Linked DNA regions of Mus musculus: all the other regions are linked to region 1. Evidence: chromatin contacts called from public ChIA-PET and HiChIP or PLAC-seq data. All regions are on one chromosome and are shown on one strand. Each heading gives the region's core, a stretch centred on a gene start, on an enhancer-like site or on the middle of the called end of the contact. The rest is flanking DNA. Distances are from core to core; before and after follow the strand shown.

Evidence for each region. ChIA-PET counts read pairs in DNA pulled down with a chosen protein or histone mark. HiChIP or PLAC-seq counts read pairs in DNA pulled down with a chosen protein or histone mark.
Region 2: an RNA polymerase II ChIA-PET map of memory CD8 T cells shows a contact between it and region 1, with 17 read pairs. The contact joins two enhancer-like sites. A contact is called at or near these places in 8 of 39 promoter capture datasets (the 3T3-L1 cell line, 3T3-L1-derived adipocytes, HPC-7-derived erythroid cells and 4 more), 2 of 15 datasets of contacts at CTCF or cohesin (the NIH/3T3 cell line and pro-B cells), 29 of 484 Hi-C or Micro-C datasets (the C2C12 cell line, CD4 T cells, CD8 T cells and 20 more), 10 of 115 datasets of contacts at active chromatin or transcription factors (CD8 T cells, T-cell acute lymphoblastic leukemia, acute myeloid leukemia and 5 more) and 1 of 9 other capture datasets (liver).
Region 3: a contact with region 1 is called in an H3K27ac HiChIP or PLAC-seq map of thymic regulatory T cells, with 6 times the contacts expected there. The contact joins two enhancer-like sites.

The regions. Positions count from the first base shown.
Region 1 is chr2:12,438,412-12,441,041 of GRCm38.p6, forward strand. No RefSeq gene overlaps it. Among named protein-coding and RNA genes, the nearest start is that of Mindy3, 20 kb to the left of the region's middle. Within about 2 kb of position 1,335, at least 55 of the 459 cell types and tissues checked have an H3K27ac peak or open chromatin away from gene starts, as enhancers often do. A contact at or near this core is called in CD8 T cells, memory CD8 T cells and thymic regulatory T cells, where this site is marked.
Region 2 is chr2:13,232,148-13,234,777 of GRCm38.p6, forward strand. All of the region lies in intron 3 of Rsu1 (Ras suppressor protein 1), which reads right to left. Among named protein-coding and RNA genes, the nearest start is that of Rsu1, 38 kb to the right of the region's middle. Within about 2 kb of position 1,299, at least 31 of the 459 cell types and tissues checked have an H3K27ac peak or open chromatin away from gene starts, as enhancers often do. A contact at or near this core is called in CD8 T cells and memory CD8 T cells, where this site is marked.
Region 3 is chr2:13,128,189-13,130,818 of GRCm38.p6, forward strand. All of the region lies in intron 8 of Rsu1 (Ras suppressor protein 1), which reads right to left. Among named protein-coding and RNA genes, the nearest start is that of C1ql3, 120 kb to the left of the region's middle. Within about 2 kb of position 1,308, at least 31 of the 459 cell types and tissues checked have an H3K27ac peak or open chromatin away from gene starts, as enhancers often do. A contact at or near this core is called in thymic regulatory T cells, where this site is marked.

The DNA of each region.
Region 1 (2,630 bases), core at 85-2,584:
CATCTCAACAACAGGTGGTGCCATTGGATTATAATTTGAATTTAGTGAAAAATGAATAAAAGCATCAGTTGGCTCTGTAAGCACCTCATCCTTAAAGAGTATCTGGTTACTGCCTTTGCTTTGTAACAAGATTTGATTTAGGAGTTTGAAAATGTATGTGCTCAAATTACATTATAAAATAATTGTATCCTTCCAGTACAAAATTGTAGAAACTGTAGGACATGTGAATGTTCTTTTGTCTAAAGAGAAATTAATAGCCTCCAAATAAAACAAACAAAAATAAGATTTTAGTAGGCTGCTAAATATTCTGATATTTGCTTTAATATTTTTAGGTTATAGTAAATCTTATTTTTTTCCTCTTGTGATTTTTAAAATATTGCTGTGTGCTAGAAATAAAAAGACCTCTAGGTTTTTTTTTCCATCCTGAGAAAACAAAGATCTATCCAGTTCATACTTACATTTCTTCTTATTCAAATGCCACATGAAACTCAAGAAGAACGAAGACCGAAGTATGGACACCTTGCCCCTTCTTAGAATTGGAAACAATCACCCATGGAAGGAGTTACAGAGACAAAGTTTGGAGCTGAGACAGAAGGATGGACCATCTAGAAACTGCCATCCAGGGATCCATCCCATAATCAGTCCCCAAACGCTGACACCATTGCATACACAAGCAAGATTTTGCTGAAAGGACCCTGATATAGCTGTCTCTTGTGAGACTATGCTGGGGCCTAGCAAACACAGAAGTGGATGTTCACAGTCAGCTATTGGATGGATCACAGGGCCCCAATGGAGGAGCTAGAGAAAGTACCCAAGGAGCTAAGGGGATCTGCAACCCTATAGGTGGAACAACATTATGAGCTAACCAGTACCCTCCGGAGCTTGTGTCTCTAGCTGCATATATATCAGAAGATGGCCTAGTCGGCCATCAGTGGAAAGAGAGGCCCATTGGTCTTGCAAACTTTATATGCCTGGGAACACCAGGGCCAAGAAGTGGGAGTGGGTGGGTAGGGGAGTGGGGGGGGAGGGTATGGGGGACCTTTGGGATAGCATTGGAAATGTAAATGAAGAAAATACCTAATAAAATTTTTTTTAAAATGTAACATTGATCTTAGCTGTGCCAGATAATTCTTTGTAGTCAAGTGCTCCCAGGAACAACACAGTGGAGATGGCTTTCATGTTGCTGCAAGATACATGCTTGGGGTTGTTTACCCCATCTTCCTGGCCATAAAGAGAGCACAGAGAAAAGTGCAGAAGCCCTATCCTGCTCAGACCTCTATCCTCCCTCCCTACAGAAACAGGAAACGAGGTTTGTTTAAGGAGGGTTTTCAAAGCCACAGTGTGAGCACAGAAGACTAAGAAGCAGCTGGCACAAGTCATAGAGAGACTGCTTGAGGTATCGTGTAATGATTCTTGGGGATTTCAGAAACCATTAGATCTTCTAAACTAATTAGTCCTGTGTTGTTGATTTGGGTGATCTGAAAAACAGCAATGGAAAACAATGTATTTCTTTAGCAAGCCCAGAAATGTCAACAGTCGCAATACCAAGACAGGGTCCAAACTAATTTTAGAAGCAGTTTGGATCCATTAGATGAACAGGTAAGCATATAGAAAATTCAGTCACAAAACAGATGAATAAGATATATCGAGAATCAGAAACCTGAGCTATGGGGTATAAATTACATAATGTAATCAACACATTGGACACATTTTACTAATAAAGTGTGTGATAATCTTAAAGTCACTCTCTTTAACTTTACTAAGTTAGGATTTATTTTCAAATTTTCTTGCTACTGAGCTCTTTGAAAGTTCTTGTTTCACAATTGAGTTTTCAGAAGTTACACTCAAAGGAAACATTAGAACACCCACTAAGAAGTCTCTGCAAGTCATGTGCTCTCTTGTTACACAATGTGTATGGGCAGATTGAACTTCAACTGCCACTAGCCATGCTTACTTCCTGGCAGAGTGGGGGAAGGAATTTAGAGAAAGAAGCAATAGAAGGAATAGTTCAAATGTCATTTTTATTATGGCAGAGACATTGAAGATTGTGTATTGCTCTCTATGAACTGTACCACAATACTTCTCTGTCTTCATTGCAGTGACATACAGGAGCAGAATATCTTTGACTTTCATATCTGGAATTTTTTTTTCTAATTGAATTGACATATCAGGAATGAGAAATACGCTTTTGCTGGACATAAAGAGAGTGAAAGAAAATTCCAGATGTCTTTTGTTAACATTCTTATGTGCCACTGTACTCTGAATATCAGGTTCTAATCCAACTTGTTTGGGGTGATAGACTGTATTCTCATCCACTCATCCATCCAGGGCTGGAGAGATGGCTCACTGAGTAAGGCTACTCAATCTGAATGCATGGGGATCTGAGTTAGAAACCCCAGGACCTATATAGAATGACAGACATGGCTGCACGAGCCTGTAACCCCTGCAGTGAGCACCTGAGGCAGGCTGATCCTGAAAGCTTCATGGCTAGCCATCCTATGTGAAACAGGAAAGCTGTGCTTCAGCAAGTGTGGTCTTTTGTTGTTGTTTGTTTGTTTGTTTGCTTGTTTTTATTTTTTACACAAATCAATTGAGAAAAGTGGATATAGATATTATATACATGTGTTACA
Region 2 (2,630 bases), core at 49-2,548, 790 kb after region 1:
CTGCAATAAAGAATGTAAATGTGGTGTTATTTCGTTACACTCTAGGCTTTTACAGCCTTTCTTTGAAAGAGTAAAGAGTAGTGAAGAGTACTAAGTTAGCTCGTTCCTACAAGGAAGATAAAGAAATGCTACCAACAACAGGATAATACGTGAAAATAAGCAAGGCTTCTCAGGATATATAACAGGAGCGATCTAACCATTCTAGAAAAGACGGACAGGTAGCATTTTCTGCAGCCTGAATGACGCCAACACTACAGAGTCTGTGTGGAATTGCTGGTGAAAGTCAAGTCACAGAGCCAGCCGTCAATCCTTACCCAACACAACTAGAGACCAGCCCCATATTCCGACCAGATGCAGTGTCCAGACTCCTTACATATGTGCTGTTCCTACAGCAAACCAGGAATCCTACCTAGCCTTAGGTGCCATTTCAATGACTCCATGTAAAAAAGAGATCTTAACTCTCACATGATTCTGGAAATTTTATATGCAAATAAAAAAGGTCATTTGTACTTAGGGTGATTAATTACCTTTGCTTTCTGGCCAAAAACACACGGTGAATAATGAAGTGATTATATATTACTGTTCGAGTTTGAAGTTTGAACTAATCATGTTGTGCTTCACAGATTTTATGGGATTTTCTCCAAAGCAGCTATTAAAGCAGTGAATTACGGTAGTTATAGGTTATTTAAAAACATAAAGTTTATGAAACACTGAAGCAAGTTTTCTTTTAACAGGTTTTAGATGGCCCTCAAGGTAAAAGTAAAAATTCGCCAATTATCTAAGCCCCTACCTTAATAAAGGCCACCATCTCCCCAAATATTATTAGACATACAGGTAACTAAAGTAATTCTACCTGTGGCTAATCAACAAGTATTTGCTGAGCATGAGTGCCCAAGGGCACACATGTTTCATGGGCCTCCTTAGGATTCTGCAGCTTAAATAGTTTTATGAACCACAAAACCACAAAAACAAAACAAAACAAAAAAAAAAAAATCCTGAGTTAACCACTGCACAGACACACAACTGTGGTGTCACCCTCTTACCAACTACAAAGCGAACAATCAGTTATATAAAAATTAGAAGGAAATTGTAACAAACAAGCAATAAAGTGGGTTTGTAATATGAAGCCAAACAGGCAAAAATGTACGTCCCTGAGCTACAAAAAGGGCATGCACAACCACACGCAACTCCTAAAGATATGACGGGTGTGAACTGCCTCCCTTCTGAGCAGACACAATTTGACTGGCACCTAGAGTCTGCATTAGCTTAGCAGAAAAGAAATATGTTCCTAATCACACGTGGTGTGGTTTTGGTTCCCCACTAACTCAGTCACACATCAGCAGCTAGCTTTGCCTGGGGAGCTGGTTGGGACCATCACATCCAAAGGAGGAGAAACGGCTCTGGAAGCCGGGGAGAGGAAGTGACGTCCAGTGAAACGGAAGATCAGGACAGACATCCTGCTTCAAAAAATACCTCGAAAGTTTAGAAAGACGAAGAGAAACAAGAGACAAAAATTAAAAAGACACACATCCTCCATCAACAGAGGAAGCAAGCTTGGGGCGTAAACAACCTGCTCAGCCTCTTTGATGTGTATGCTTTATTATATGTAATACACTATAATAGTATAGTTAATATAATGTAGTATATGAACACATGTATGTTCAGGTGTGATTATGAACAATAAGCGGCAGATAACACTTAATTAAGTCCAACCGTCAGCACTTGCTCAGAGCACCGTTTGCCCACATTTCTGCCTTTCTTTACAACTGAGAATGACCACGGAGAGGCCGCATGGGGTGCTCTGCCTATCAGACCATGTGCTTAGAGGCTGAGGAAAGGGGTCATTCCGTGAACAGGGAAGAGAGGGGAGGTGACGAAGATGGCCAGAGACAGAACAAGACACACAAACCACCCTCCAACCTTGGCAAGTCTGCCTGGTCTAACGGAAACAAAGATCAGAGCCACAGAAGTGTTCGGTCCATTAAGCACTGGGTTTCCCTTGCCTGGAACAGTTAAAGTGCACACATAAATCACTTAAAGAAGTAGCCAGGGGAGATGGCAGTGCAGAGGCTCAGGGTGCAGAAGATCAGAACCTCTGACTCTGATTATTTAACCACGTTAAGTGTAATTCCTCCACTTAACAGAGGGTACAGTTTGATGAATGCTATCTCTCGCCTTGCTTAATTCTCAGTTAACTCCACATGTGGGGTGCTGTCCCCCACAGCCTGATGAGCTGTGGGGAGCCTTCTGTTTTACACACCACATGGTCGTGGTTTATTTTGAAGGGGAAGAGGGCCTCACAGAAACAAGGGGAGTTCATCTAAGCTTTCTGACGGACGGCATAGGAGCTATGACTTCAGAGATGAAAGTGGTAACATAAAGAGAAGAAGGAACATAGAGGTGAGGAGAAAGGATACTGAAAATAAAAATTATGAAAAAAAATCAAACAAAAGACAGTTCAGACTGAATAGAAAATCAAAATTCTGTCAACAGTTAATTAATCACACCAGGACAAGTCTGTCCTACTGGACTGAGTAACAGAGAAAGCGAAAGTGGTCACAAGAATTTTATTACTTAAAAATTAATATATATGTATATATGTATAGGCACATTCCACTCAAGACTAGGGG
Region 3 (2,630 bases), core at 58-2,557, 690 kb after region 1:
TTTGGTCATGTGTCCACTATTTTGGTCATATGCTCACTGGCTCTCACAGGTCCTACATTAAGAACACGTCCACTTTGCATGCCTTGATCTGTGATTTGTTGCAAGACTGGCCCTTCAGCTGGACCCTGGGCCTTGCCCTCTGCTCCCTACACAACTAACCCTCCAGTGCCAGGCTTCTCAGCTGAGTTGTTTCTGGAGCAGGCCTGAGATTGCCCCAACCTCTGGTTTTCCATGCCCTACAAAGTCTTAGGGCTCCTTGAGGAGCTCCTTTGCTCTCTTGTGAGTTCAGTGCCATATTTATAAAATCCTATTCTCTGACTTGTAGCTAGCTATCCAAGTAGTAAATAGGCTTTTAGAGACTCAGAGTCCCATAAATTACCATTTCTATGATTGCTTTTTCTTTCAGACACCCACAAAATGGTGTCTTTCCTTTTCAGTAGGAGCCTCTTCCAGGTGGCTAAAAGTATCTGTCCAGGGAAGACTTTATACAATGTAACTTTTCTGGAAATCAATGTAACTTTTCTGGAAATCATATAGTTTATGCCAAAATTCATTCTGTTTTGCCTCAGATACTGATCAGATATGGAAGCTCAGACATCACTTTACCCCTGGGCTCACAGTATCTATGGCTACCATGCCTCCCTGAGAAAACTGGTGAATTTCCAAGTGAATTTCTGATGGGCTCAAGCAACCTGTAAATATCGTAATCATGGTAAAATTTAATCCTAGATTTATAAGTGCATTTTTGGTGGCTTGCAACCCATTTGTAGACACGTTGGGATGTAGGGAGGGCGAAGAAGCCTTAAAAGAGAACATGGCCGAAGCTCCATTTCTGCTTAAAGCAAAGAAGCTTTCAGACTTCAATCAGTTAGATTCTCTCTGATCGTTCATATGCTGATTCATACAGACTTGTTTTTAATTAAAGAGAAAATTGGGCTTCATTTTTGTCCTGCCATCTTAAAAATTAAAAGATAACATCATCAAAGAATCAAGCTCAAGATGACATTAAATACTCTGTGAAGTTGAGGATGAGATTAAATTTGACTCAAATCCACAACTGACGGAGCGAGAATTAGTCAGTAGTAATAATACTTGGAGGGGGGCAACCCTCCACAATCCTTCAGTAAGAAATAACTTCTCGACGTCTGAAAGGATGGGAGCATGTTTTCTTGGTATAAAAACAGAAAGGAGACAGAAATAATGTTTAGAGAAGCCCATTCATGCCTCAGACCGTTGCTCTGCTTCACGGTGCCTAACTCCCGGAAATAGCTTCCAACCAGATCTGTATGTGCCATGGCAGCCTGGCAGACAGAGTTAGCTGTGCAGTGATAAATTTATTCAGGACAGTCCATTCAAAGCCTTCCGTTTCTAAACAAGGGTGCTGCACGTTTGCGCACGCCAGGGGGGAGGGGTCATTCGTCGTGCTGAGGATTGTTCTGCCCACCTCCCTCGTCTCCTGCCCTCAGAGTGAAGAGAGAAGTCTTTATTCTGAAAAGATGAAGGGACTGAACATAAAGATGGATGACTACTTAAGGTTATAATTTGCTTATTTGAGTATCTACTTTCTTCAATTGAAGGAGCTGCATCAAATCTCTTTGAACATTTTCTCCTAATGCTCTTGATAATGGGTCAAAAATATTCTTCAATTAAGCCTCAAAACCACTCTGTGGAACAAGCCCGGGACTATTATCTCCCCATTGTGTGGTACAGGAGACTCTCTCTGTAGGCTGGGAGGATGTACCGACAGCCAGAAAGGTCACGGGGAGAGCTATTCACTGTGCAGAACAACAACCTGTGTCGTCAGCAAGCAAAGGTCACCACTGGTCTTTCTTAGGTGCCCACATGGTCGCCTAGCAAAATACAGAAGACACAGGAATCCACTGTATACACCCGATAAATGGGTGTGACGACAATCTTTTCACTTTAACCTTGAATACAAAGCGGCAGTGGCCAAGAGGGACGCTGCTAATCGCATGCTGTTTAACAGATGAACCCCACAGCTCTTCTGATTCCCACTCAGGGACAAGTGAGCCCCAGAGCCAGGCACAGCCTAGTTACTGCCTCCAAGAGACCGATCGGGTAGCAGTGGGACCTTTACCAGGGGTGACAGGCAAAAGGGGTGCATTCAAAGAAAAGTAGTTCGTTCAACTCTTATATGCCCCAGGCACCAGGGTTAAATTTACCTCCACGAACACTGTTTATGGTCTCAACAGTGACCTTCCCTTTATTGGGAATTTTATAGAATCCACTAAAATATACAGCTCAGAAGCATCAAATGCAGCTCCTTTAAGACATGACTGTTTTATAAGGAAGAAAGGCTTCATTTTAATCTTAGACATTTACGAGGTCCCCAGGGAAATTCTAGAGACTCCAAGGCATATATTCCTCCTGTGTCCTCCTTCCTGCTGGTACAACTACTGGTATACCACTCATACAGAGATGTTTTTCTGCCCTGAGGGCGGAGCAAAGTGCAGATTCTTGATTATGCAGAGAGCCAGAGGTGGAAGATCAATCAATAGTGACTAGAAGACCAAGCCAAAGGAGTATGGAAGTATTTTATATTAGCCAACACTACCTGCCACATCTTAGCTCCTTAAACAACACCACATGTAGTTCAGTGGTTGCTTCTT